Regions from separate parts of the Mus musculus genome. Here all the other regions are linked to region 1. A link is a contact called in public Hi-C data. All regions are on one chromosome and are shown on one strand. The core of a region is the stretch at or near the end of the contact, and the rest is flanking DNA. Distances in the headings are between cores, read along the strand shown. Region 1 overlaps Ttc7b (tetratricopeptide repeat domain 7B). Region 2 overlaps Ttc7b (tetratricopeptide repeat domain 7B). Region 3 has its middle 11 kb from the start of Gm10432.

What was found. Hi-C and Micro-C count contacts between places; a contact is called where the count stands out from the background.
Region 2: a contact with region 1 is called in a Hi-C map of forebrain, with 4 times the contacts expected there. The contact joins two enhancer-like sites. A contact is called at or near these places in 1 of 15 datasets of contacts at CTCF or cohesin (large pre-B cells), 5 of 484 Hi-C or Micro-C datasets (bone marrow-derived macrophages, cerebral cortex, embryonic stem cells and 1 more) and 1 of 9 other capture datasets (liver).
Region 3: a contact with region 1 is called in a Hi-C map of cerebral cortex, with 2.7 times the contacts expected there. The contact joins two enhancer-like sites. A contact is called at or near these places in 2 of 484 Hi-C or Micro-C datasets (cerebral cortex and forebrain) and 2 of 115 datasets of contacts at active chromatin or transcription factors (the SCID.adh cell line and embryonic stem cells).

What each region holds. Positions count from the first base shown.
Region 1 is chr12:100,479,279-100,482,993 of GRCm38.p6, forward strand. All of the region lies in intron 3 of Ttc7b (tetratricopeptide repeat domain 7B), which reads right to left. It overlaps Gm36375 (elastin-like), which reads right to left. Exons shown (of 2, transcript XM_006516439.4): 2 at 1-3,715. Among named protein-coding and RNA genes, the nearest start is that of Gm36375, 14 kb to the right of the region's middle. Within about 2 kb of position 1,508, at least 78 of the 459 cell types and tissues checked have an H3K27ac peak or open chromatin away from gene starts, as enhancers often do. A contact at or near this core is called in cerebral cortex and forebrain, where this site is marked.
Region 2 is chr12:100,314,767-100,318,644 of GRCm38.p6, forward strand. All of the region lies in intron 19 of Ttc7b (tetratricopeptide repeat domain 7B), which reads right to left. Among named protein-coding and RNA genes, the nearest start is that of Gm51958, 33 kb to the right of the region's middle. Within about 2 kb of position 1,500, at least 43 of the 459 cell types and tissues checked have an H3K27ac peak or open chromatin away from gene starts, as enhancers often do. A contact at or near this core is called in cerebral cortex and forebrain, where this site is marked.
Region 3 is chr12:100,264,281-100,267,809 of GRCm38.p6, forward strand. No RefSeq gene overlaps it. Among named protein-coding and RNA genes, the nearest start is that of Gm10432, 11 kb to the right of the region's middle. Within about 2 kb of position 1,766, at least 58 of the 459 cell types and tissues checked have an H3K27ac peak or open chromatin away from gene starts, as enhancers often do. A contact at or near this core is called in cerebral cortex, where this site is marked.

The sequences.
Region 1 (3,715 bases), core at 258-2,757:
TTGCTTCAAAGAACCCGTCAGGAAACCCTGGCGCTTTCACATGGGCTTCCTTACTACCACGGACCTTCACCCAGGAGGATACAGGGCACGATCCCCGCTAACGATCTCATGTTTTCTTTCCCTTTTCAAAGGTCCCTGTGTAAACTCAGTCTCTGCTAAAGCTGTCCCAGGCATTCATGACAGGCTGATAAGCCTGGGTGTGACCCAGCTGAACAACTACAGGCTATGGAGCTTCCTCCTAGAGAGTGCAGGGCATTCCTGGACCCTCCTCACTATAGTTCCAGTTTAACAGAGAAGCCCAGGCAGCTCAATTTTCTCCATGCATCTCTGAACTCCCGTTTAATAACCCAGTGACCTCAGTCTCCGAAACTGCAAATGCCAGCTCGGCCTATAGGGACGCTAAGTCAGCCTGCCTTGGAGCAGGGTAGGAACTATAAGGTATTAAGACACAAATGGCAAGCAGATAATTTTTTTTTCAGGTTGATTGGTTTTACTGCTGGGTCTGAAAATATGTTATTGATCACAATTTAAAGAACTAGGCATGTCTTTAAAGTCCAGAGTCAAAAACTATTATTGTCTTATAAGCTATTGGACATGTTTAAAACTCTTTTTTTTTCTTTTTTTTTAAATTAGGTATTTTCTTCATTTACATTTCAAATGCTATCCCAAAAGTCCCCCATGCCCCCCCCCCACTCCCCTACCCACCCACTCCCACTTCTTGGCCCTGGTGTTCCCCTGTACTGAGGCATGTAAATTTAAGTAAGGTATGTGATGCACCTGGAAAGGAGCAATTGCGCATGCGCTACAGTGGTTCCTGTCTGAGTCTTGATGAGGCTCCTGCGACCCCTGGTGGCAGTTGCCCACCTACTGCAGAACGACCTCTGACCCCTGCAAAAAGTTGTGATCCTGACAGATGTGGCCCTAAGCCACAGCTTTTGGTTTATCATCTTGCTATATAATTCTGGGTTCTGGATTTTTAAAACCTGTCCGGAACTCCAAAGTGTCCCAGATATCCTTAAACAAAAAAGTCTGAGGGCTGCCTGCACTGTTTAGTAAAGGCTGTCTGTCCACAACCTCCTGCAGAGTCTACACTGGTTCTAAGAGCTGCTGTTCAAAGGACCTCAACACAACCAGGATCAACCTCTGTCACTAAGGGTGTGCAGTCTCACGGTGACACAACCGTGAAGAGGTGGAGTGATGAATCTTCCCACCAGCTCTCTTAAATGGGGCCTGTAGCCATGCTTGTCTTTAGGGTAGCAAGGATCAAGGGGAATAGGGCCAAGTGGTTAGGACATGTTTAGGACACCTTGCAAGATGCAATCACCACCAATAATTTAGTACTACATCCCAGAACCCAGCATTCAGTAGTCCCTACATACCCTGAGGCCTCTCTGCACAGAAGCTGCCACCTCTCATGGGCACTGGGCAAGGCACAGGGCAGGGACATGCAGCCAAAGTGGGGCTTCCTGTTTCTCCTGCTCTGCGCTCTCCCCAGCCCGCTGTGAACAGCTACACCCTACGCCACACTGCAACACCTCGCTGTCCACAGAACAGTCTGTGCCCTGCTCCCGCCCCCAAGAGAGCTCTGAGCTTTCCAAATATGGGTGTGTGTGTTTTCTTCTTCATTTCCAACACATCATGAATATCTGGGGGAAGAAAATGAGCACTAGACATGGTTTGGCAGCCACAGAAGACTAGGAGGGGTTGTGACCAAGCAAGGCTTGCACCTGGGATCCAATTAGTCAAAACACAAGAGCCAGGCCGGGTGATAGCCCAAATCAGACTTGGTGCAAGTCCGGGCCCCTAGGAGATTCTAGGAGGAACCCGACTGCCACAGTGCAAGAGCTAACTGCATTACAAAGGCTCTTTAGCCAGACAGATGGGAGGCAGTCCACAGACCTGGAGGTGAGGGTCAGCAGGAAAGGAGCCACAGACAAGATTATGTGCTTCAAAGCATGCTGGACCACATCTATATTCATCTAAATAGACAGGATTTCAGACACGCTGAAATTCCCTCACTTCCGACTTAACAACCAGTGTCTATCCGAGTAGAGTTCATGACCAGTTGTGTACCCGGCATGCCAGGGCAAAGCTAACAAACGGTCTCGTGCGGGTAGGGTAGCCTGTGAGGCAGCTCCACCCCTCCTCTGTACACAGAAGCAAGGCAAGCAGCGTGGACATGGCACAGCTTCACTGCCCAGCCTAGACCATGTGCCCGTGTAATTGCTAATCCCATGAATTAATTAATTAATGATACAGTTATGGAAAGGCAAGTGGCAGAAGGGAAACGATTAAACCAAAGCAGAGTGCCAACCTAGACTGTGTGGAACCAGCGGGAGGAGGGTGGGGTCTGCATGCAACAAACAGTGTCAATGAGGGTGAAAGTCCCATGTCACTCAGACCCCTCTCTCCTGAGACCAGAGCTAAGGGACAAGAGAACAGCAACGAGCTAGAAGAAGACAGAGCCAGTTAGGGAGTGGGCCTGGAGGAGGTGGGGCAGGTGAGTGGGCAGCAGGCGGCCTGGAGAAGGGGTGGGTGGGTAGAACACAGCAGGATATGAGGCCAGCCTGGCCATCTGGGAGCCGGCCACAACTCTGGAAGGAAAAAAAAGTGTGCCTACATTCAGCAGAAAACTCACTGGGAACCCAAGCTCTGAGCACAGGGACACTTGTACTCTACTGTGGACTTTTAATTTCAGCTTGACTTGAGCTGACACTCAGGTCTCTGTCTAGCTGCTGCCTTCATCGTACGTGAACATCACCTGCCGCAATAGGAAGCACACAGAGGGGAAGTCACATGTTACTCAGACCCCTCTCTCCTGAGACCAGAGCTCCACTGAGTACCCTACCTCCAGATAACCCTGTCACCACTGGGAGCATCAAATCAGTCCTTGCTCTCCTCCTGCACTGTGGCTCTCCACAGTGAGCTCCAGTCACCCCACCTTATATACCAAGAAGCCTTTAATTCTGACCAATAAGCCAGGACCCTAGAGATCCTTTTAGGCTGAGCAGACTCCCGGGTGATCAGAACTCCTCACTTCAGCTCCAGTCCCATAGGTTCCTTAAGGTCCAGGGAAGCCTCCTCCCGAGGCTGAGGCTCAGCTGCTTTGGGCGTTCCTGTCTAATGGGCTGGAACTACCTTCACGCTTCCCACACACACTTGTCTCGCTAGCCCCTTACACACAGCTTGTCCCCACTGCCTGCCACTTCCCTTTCAAACACCTCCCGGTTCTGACGTGTCTGCCCTGGCCTTGGTGCAGCCCTCTACTTGGAATCTAGGCCTTGGCTGTACCACTGGTATCAGGTGGGACCAATGAGAACAGAGGAAGCATGCTAGTTTTTGAAATGAAAGGGATGTGATGCTTGGAACTGTCTGCATAAGAGATGAAAGATGAAAAAGAAAAGCAACATGGCTACCCACCCACCCCGGAATCTGGCACCAGCAGGAAGCTGCTGCCATCCCAAAAGCTGGAAAGGCCAGAGAGAGGAGGTGGAGTTGAAAGGGCCCGGAAGCTGGGGTCGTTGTGTGGGAGTTAAACAGAGAGGGACACTTCATTTGTCAGGAGCTGGACATACTGTGACTTTTCTCTCATCCTACCCGATGTCTTCCAGCAGTGCCTTCTGGTGGCCAAAGCCGCAAGGCAGCTGACTGACCCTGGGAAAGTGCAGCCTGCAGAAGAGAGCCTCTGAGAGGTAGGACACAGAGGAAGGAGGAG
Region 2 (3,878 bases), core at 250-2,749, 160 kb before region 1:
GCTCCGAATTGTCTACTCTTAGCCACTACTCTTTCTGGCCCTGGCCTGGGCAGTTCTGCAGTACTTCCTTCCCCGGTTCCTTCAGCCCTGCCTCTGCTCAGCGCCACAGCAGCTTCTGAGGCGTGGCCTTGAGTGTTCTTCATCCATGGTCCCTCTGATGTCTCTCTGCTTCCCTCCTTAACAGCAATTCCCTCTCTGGCCCATGAGTGCAAGTGATATAATGGCCAAAATGGCTCTCTGGAAGAAAAAAAGCCCAGATGTGTGGCATTTGCCATTTTCTACAAAGTAAGTCCTTCTATCAAGACTAAACCATACTGCTCTCTTGAGGGTTGAAGGGAACAACACAAACCCCGATTTTCTTCCAGCACTGAGAATACAGAGGGGCACAGGATGAACTTTCTTTAGCATGGAGCAGCTCTGGTAGGGGCCCCAGGATCTATGCATCTCCCGAGGAATGTGTCACCCTGGAAACATGGCTAACTCTCTGCAGCTTCCCCCTGGTTGCCAGCAACATGACCTCTGAGCTTGACTTCCCAGAGATCCTTCTGAGCTGACAGCTGTGTTGCCTATGATGCTTGCTGGTGGGTGTGCAGGCATCTGAGTGAGGTAGTGGTGGCTGGAGGGGGCTGCTGCCAGCAGGAAGCTGGTGACTGTAGCTGGCTCTTTAATCAAAGGCACAAGTGTATTTGTTACCTTTGTATAAAACGCAGGCGGCAGGTAAAGAATTTAACAGCTTATGGGAGTTCTAATTAGAGAGCCAATTATAACTCGATTGACCTGCCTTGCTTTGGAGGGCCTGGAAACTCGCATGTTGTCCTTAGGAAGAAGCAGATTTTGCTTCTAGTTTGTTCTGGGAGATCTCCGCAGGGATCTTTGGCTCTGGCCCCATGCATCTGTCTAGATCTGGCAGCCTGGTGCAGAGGATGAGAGAGAACCTGCAGGGCCCTGGACTCCTATAGGGAGGGGCCGAGCTTTATTTATGAAGACACAGCATCCACTGTCAGAGGCTGCTCTGTGCCAGGCTAGCGGCTTCTGCTGCATTTAGAAGGACACTGGCCAGAATTTCAATTATAGATCTAATCAAGAGTCAACTCTTAGCTAGGCAGGATCCCAGGCCAGTATGTATGTGTGTGTGCGTGTATGTGTGTGTGTGTGTGTGTGTGTGTGTGTGTGTGTGTGTGTGTGTGCATGTGCGTGTATCATCTCCCTACTCCTCTCAGCAAATCACTGTTGTTACCAGCCTGGAGAACAGGCACCAGACAGACATGAAAAGGGGGTGCTTCATACGTCTAAACATTTGTCATTTGACACACCTGCAGGCCTCTAGCTCACATGTGTGATCATGGCTTACTCCTGCTAGGGTGATCACCACCATCCCTCATGGATAGAAGAACCGAGGCCCAGAGAAGGAAGGCAACTTGCCCAGGGGCCTCAGCTCTGTTGTGTGGAAACTGTGTCTAATTCAAGCCATGTCTGCTCCTGATGTGTAGCCAAGAGAGGCTGTGCCGTCTGAGCTCCTCCTTCTGCACGGTGCAGGAGCAGGGCTGAGTCCCGCATGGAGAGCAGAGAGGACTGAGCTCAAGGACGTGGGATCTGGTAGAGCCACAGCCAAATCCCTTCTACAGGGACAAGCAGTGGCATCCGCATGATTGACTGGTCAGAGCCTAGATTTCCCACGAGTGTTGCTTCTCTCCTGCTCCCTAAGTGCTGGCACGCCACGGACTGTGCTCTTGGCCTCTCTCTTGCTTCCTCTCTATGATTTTTGCCTTAGCTTCAGCTATTGCCTGTTGCCAACCCCAAGTCACTGACCCAGCCTAGTCGTGTGCGGCCTGCTATCACTAGGTAGTTCTTCCTGGAGCAGGTGCCTGATGCCAGGCTAGCACTCTCCAGTCCGTGCACCAAGCCTTACTGGGCTTCCCTGCTCAGCACTTCTCATCTTGAACTGTCCTTAAGGATTCTGTTACCAGGTTACCAGCCCAGAGCATGGTCTCTCTACAGAGCAAATATAATCACATTGGCTTGGCTGTTTAGATTTTATCTTGTACAATTTCAAACCTTCAGAAAAGCAAAAAGGCTAATATAACAAACTAATAGCCAAAGTTAACAGCTGCTAAACCTTTTCCTTATAAAGAAAATTGTGGTGTGTGCGTGTGTGTGTACACATGCACATGCGTGCACCATGCTATGCTTGCATAAGTCAGAGGGCAGCTTTTGGCGTCGGTTCTCTCATGGGTCCTGAGAATTGAACTCAGGTTGTCAGGCTTGGTGGCAATCACCTATTGATTCACCGCACTGGTACTGCTAACTTTCTTCTGTATTAGCTTAATTAATCTATTTTGGGGGAAGGGTGATTATTTATTATAAGTGACAGGCATTTTTATCTCTAAACCCCCTTTAAAATTAAGGATGTTTTTTTATAACCACTTGAGCATCTCAGACTCACACTGTATATAGTACCCTCAGAAGTGATGTAGTCAGGACTTCTGGTACAGTCATCACCGGCATCCGCCTTGTTCTTTCCTAGTTGGTTTCTGCTAAAATGAAGAAGCTGTGATGATCTCTAACTCTGCAGTTCACCTAACTCACTGGTGAGGTGAGGTCTGAAGGCACACACCTGCTACGTGTCCATTTTGGACTTCTATTTGTTATTCAAAGAGACCTTCCCACGGGAGATGGCTTCCCAAAAGCTTTGGGCCTAAAAGTTTTACCATTCTTCTGCAAGTCCAGAAATCAAGTGGAGCTGACATGGCCCAAAAGGAGCCCACAGCACTCAGCAGGGAGTTCAGAACATGGTGGCAGTCATACGCTTAATCCATGTTCAAAGGTAGGTAGCAGGCTAGGGAGGGAGGCAGAGTGAAAGAAACTCAGGATTAAGATGCAGGGGCCAGGAATTTGTAACAGGAGTTGGAAACATTATAGGGAAACACAGACCAACCCAGGCAAAAAATCTCCATGTCTTTCCCAAGCCAAGAAGTTTCCTGTGTGCGGCAGGAAGGCAGAAGAGCCTAGTTGGTATGCTGTATTGGAACAAGAGGACAGCATTTCTAAGGATAACGGCATGGGTAGGATATATCAGATTTGGAAACATTTAGGTACTGAGACTGAATTGGCTGCCAGTCACCTAAGACTTCAGAGCAAAATCAGAAGTAAGCAGAGCTCTGGTATTTCCCTCCAGCTGAGGTGAAGAAAGACTTAATGCTACAGGGCACCACACAGTTTGCACTTGAGAGCCTGTTCTGCCCTAGGTTGCTTTTTGGGTCTGTGACTACGGTCTCTAGGGAGAGCCAGGTCACCTGATGCCAATTCTTCCTGGCCAGTGTAGGGACAAGTGTTGCTGGGTTGGAGGGCTCCCAAACAAAAAGAAACTGCCTCTGGAGGAAGTCCCTGCCCCGAGGGATGCTTCAACTATAGGGTTAGGGTAGGGACAGCTGGGCTATGCTGGACAGGAGCCAAGTGATCACAAGCAGGTTCTCTATGCCCAGGGGGCGTCCCTTTTGCTTAAAGGAGGACACAGATGCCCAACACCCCAAAACAGTTATAAACTAAACATAAGTAATTAAAAAAAAAGAATTTAAGAATCTCGGAGCTACAACTGATATCACTTACAACACTTGCTGCTCTGTCCCTGCACCAATCATGCCCTTGGATACTCACTGCATCTTGCACTGGCTGTTTCTAGAGTTGCCACATGCTCCAAACCAGACCGTGAAGCCCCCATCAGGGGAGCCCATTCACAGAGCAACCCCAGGGCCCCCGAGGCCCTGGACAGGAGCCATGGATGTTTTCCTCAAGAGGACGTGTTCTATTCACAGCTCATAGAAATCACAGAGGAAATCTACACCTAGCAATGACAGTGATGCTGACAGTTCATCCTATAT
Region 3 (3,529 bases), core at 516-3,015, 210 kb before region 1:
ATGCCTAGGCATGTGGGGACACAGCCACAAGTCCCTCTGATCATGAGACATCAGGAACCAGGGATATATATTTGACTGAAACCCCAGTGGACCCTTCGGGTGGGGGAGGTTCAGGGTTACAGGGGCTGCAGATCCATTCATTTGGGGGTCGTGATGGTCAACACTGATTACTAATGTGCCAGGATCTAGATCTAGAATCACCCGGGTGACAAACCTCTGGGCATGCTAGCAAAGGGTTTTCTGGATTAGCTTAATGAAGGTATGAAGACTCACCCTAAATGTGGACAGCACCCTTCCACATTCAGGCAGAGATCCTGGACTGAACCAAGGAGAGCAGTCTGAGCAGCAGCAACCATCTCTCTCTGGCTCCGCACCGTGGATGGAATAGAACCAGCTGCCACATGAGGTGCCATGATTTCTCTGCTGCTATGAGTTGCTTTTATTTTATGTTTTCCTCAAGAGGGAAATAAGTAATCGAGGGGAGGGGGTATCTGATTCCTCAGGAGAGGATTTAGCCCAGGACAAGGCTCTTGGGGTTTGCTTTTGCCACCAGATTCTCCACCGGCCAAAATGGCAGAAGGAGTTAAAGGTGAGCTGCTGCCTCACACCTGTCCCATCAGCTCTCGATGACATGGGTGGGATGACAACCCACTGGCCAGTGGAAGAAGGCTGTGGACCTGTGTGGGAACTGCTCTGCGAATGTTCAGGGGCCTTTCACCTCAGCCCTGTGAGGTCTCATCATAGGCCTGAATGCATCCTCACCCTCAGGTCCCACCAAGTAGCTGGCAGGCCTGTGTCATCATCTTTGCTGCGTCTGCAATAGCCTTCTCTATGGCTTCCTGTCACCTCCTCTCTGGTACCTTGGAGGACTTGAGTGAACGCCCCCCTGGAATTCTGATGAGGCACTGAGCCAGGTGTCCTAAGTCATGCTCTCTCCATGCAGGGAATTCCCAGGGAAGTGGGGAGGATGCTGAGAATGGAACACGCATATCCAAATGCCAGTAATCTCCAATGGATCTTTCCCTGAGCCTGAATGATGGGCAAGCAGGTCTGGGAGCTAGCCTAAAAGTGGAGGCAGGCAATGAGGCCAGCCACTGGCTCTCTGCTCGCACTGAAGCTGGGAGATCAATGAAGACTTCAGACAGAGGGGATGGAACTGGAAAGACCCCATCACATCCTCCTATGTTCCCTGTCTGTCCCTAAGGTCACTACCCATTTTATTAGCAGCCTCAGTTTCTCAACTTGAGACCATTTAACACCACAGGGGCTGATGATGTCCCCTCTGGAATGGGACTATACCCAGTAGAGGCTGAGCAAGTCCCTGAACCTCCACAGGCCTCCATGTCTTCTTCATCTGTGAAATCGTGGGACCTGCTGCCCAGGACTCGGAGAAGGGGTGGTGGTGGTAGAATAAATCCTTATGTATAAAGCCCCAGAAATAGCGCCTGGTACAGACTGTGTTAAGAATAATGGTATCACCCAGCTTCTGAGAGCCAGAGCTCAGGAAGGGACTGAGAAGGATGGACACAAATAGGAAAACATCAAAAGAGAGAGAAGGCTTGGAGGAAAGGGAAGGAAGAGTGTGTGTGTGTGTGTGTGTGTGTGTGTGTGTGTGTGTGTGTGTGTGTGTAAGGTGGGGCCCACCGGTGGCTGGTTTTGACTTGAAGCTTGGCTCTGTGCTCAATTTCTTGTTCTCCCTTCTCCCATATAATCTCTCTCCAGTATTCTGAAGAGTTCTGCTTCCACCCCCCAGCAGTTGCCATGGTGATGAAAAAATCTGGACCCAGTGGAAAGTTCTCTGTGCTCTTGGCAATGAGGCTGCAGCACCCTGCCTCCTGCCTGCCTGCTTGTGCGTGGGCGGCCAGCTACGGCGGCTGCCAGGATTCCAGGCCAGCACAATTCTGATGGGGGCCCAGCTCTGCTCCCACGGAATCTAGGATAGGAGCCCTCAGACAACATGTAGCCTGCCCTATTTCACAGGTGAAACACTTAGCCAGGCAGGAACAGTGACTTGCTCAAGTCTGCCCACGCTTCAAACCCTATGGGTCTCTCTCTCTCTCTCTCTCTCTCTCTCTCTCTCTCTCTCTCTCTCTCTCCCAGGCCAGATATGAGTTTGGTGGATATAGCAGGTCTGAGGACATCATAGATGAAGAACAGGCTAGCTGCAGAGCACTGCAGGCTGCCGGGGAGATGCAGAAAAGAGTAGAGCTGTGAGGAAGACTCCACAACCTCTGCTTCTTCCCCTGACACAGCAGTGTCGAGGAGCTGTGACTGAATATTTGTGTGTCCCAAGCATTCATGTACAGAAATATAATCACTACTGTATGATATGAGGAGGCATAGCCTGTGGGAGATGGTTATGTTATTCGTAGAGTCCTTGGTGCTATTAGTTATGAGACCACAAAGAACTGTTTGTCCCTTCTACCATGTGAAGACACAATAAGAATGTGTCACCTAAGAGTAAGAAGGAGGGTCCCAGCAGACACTTTATCTGTCAGCACTTCTCACTTGGACTTCCCAGACCCTAGAGATTTATGATGTTAACCAGCATCCCAGTCTATGCACAGCAGACTTGAGATCAGACCAAACTTTGTCCCCTGAGCAGCCTTGGTTCAGTAACTTCGCCCAAAGTAACCCACTTTTGACCATCAAAGCCTTGCAGGATCCAAACATATGAGATAGTCCTCATCTTGAGATGGATTTATGCTAGACATTGGGGGTAATCCCATAAACAGGATGCTGTTTGTAGCCCAGCTCTCGTCCTATCTACATGCTGCAAAAGATGTTCACAGGCTTCGGAGCATTGGAATTTCCCTCAGACCCACAGGCCACCAAGAGGAGGAGACTTGCACCATCTCTGGAGTCCTGGCTATGGACACACTGAGGCCAGGCCGGGCCACTCACACCACAACCTTCCAATAGGATTCAGCTGTCCAGACTATGACTCTTGCAGAATTGCGGATATGTTGGGAAAGGAATTTCCCATCCTGTTTTTCTTGATAAAATTCAGACATCAGAAGTCCCTCATCAAGAGCACAGTGCTTCCTCTGCACCTGGCCCGTGGTTCCTAAAGCCATTTTCTGAAGAACAGAGACTAAGTTCCTGGGTCTTAATTTGCCCTGGAATCTTAGTGCTTTGTCATCTGCCTCTAGATTCATCCCAGTGCCTTCCTGATACAATGGTGAAGACTTGATCTAGAGAAGAGAAATGTTGCTGTGAGCAGAGGGGCACAAGGACCAGAGCCAAGGAGCTCAGTTCACTCCTGAGCTATGCAGTCACAGAAGAGTCACCTCCCCTCCCTGAGCCTCAGGACCAGCCTCTCTGAAACAGGATTTAGGCCCCCAGCTCCTGTTAACTTTGTATTCCTAAGAGGAAGGACCACTCCAAGCTCTTGCTTCTCTTCCAGGTTCCTACCACAGGTTCTTAGTCCTTCCCCCAGACCATCCACCACAGACTCGTGTCATTCATGAACTGATTTGCTGAGCCAGAATTTATAGCCGTCACCTGTCTTCTGGGCATGCAGCAATGA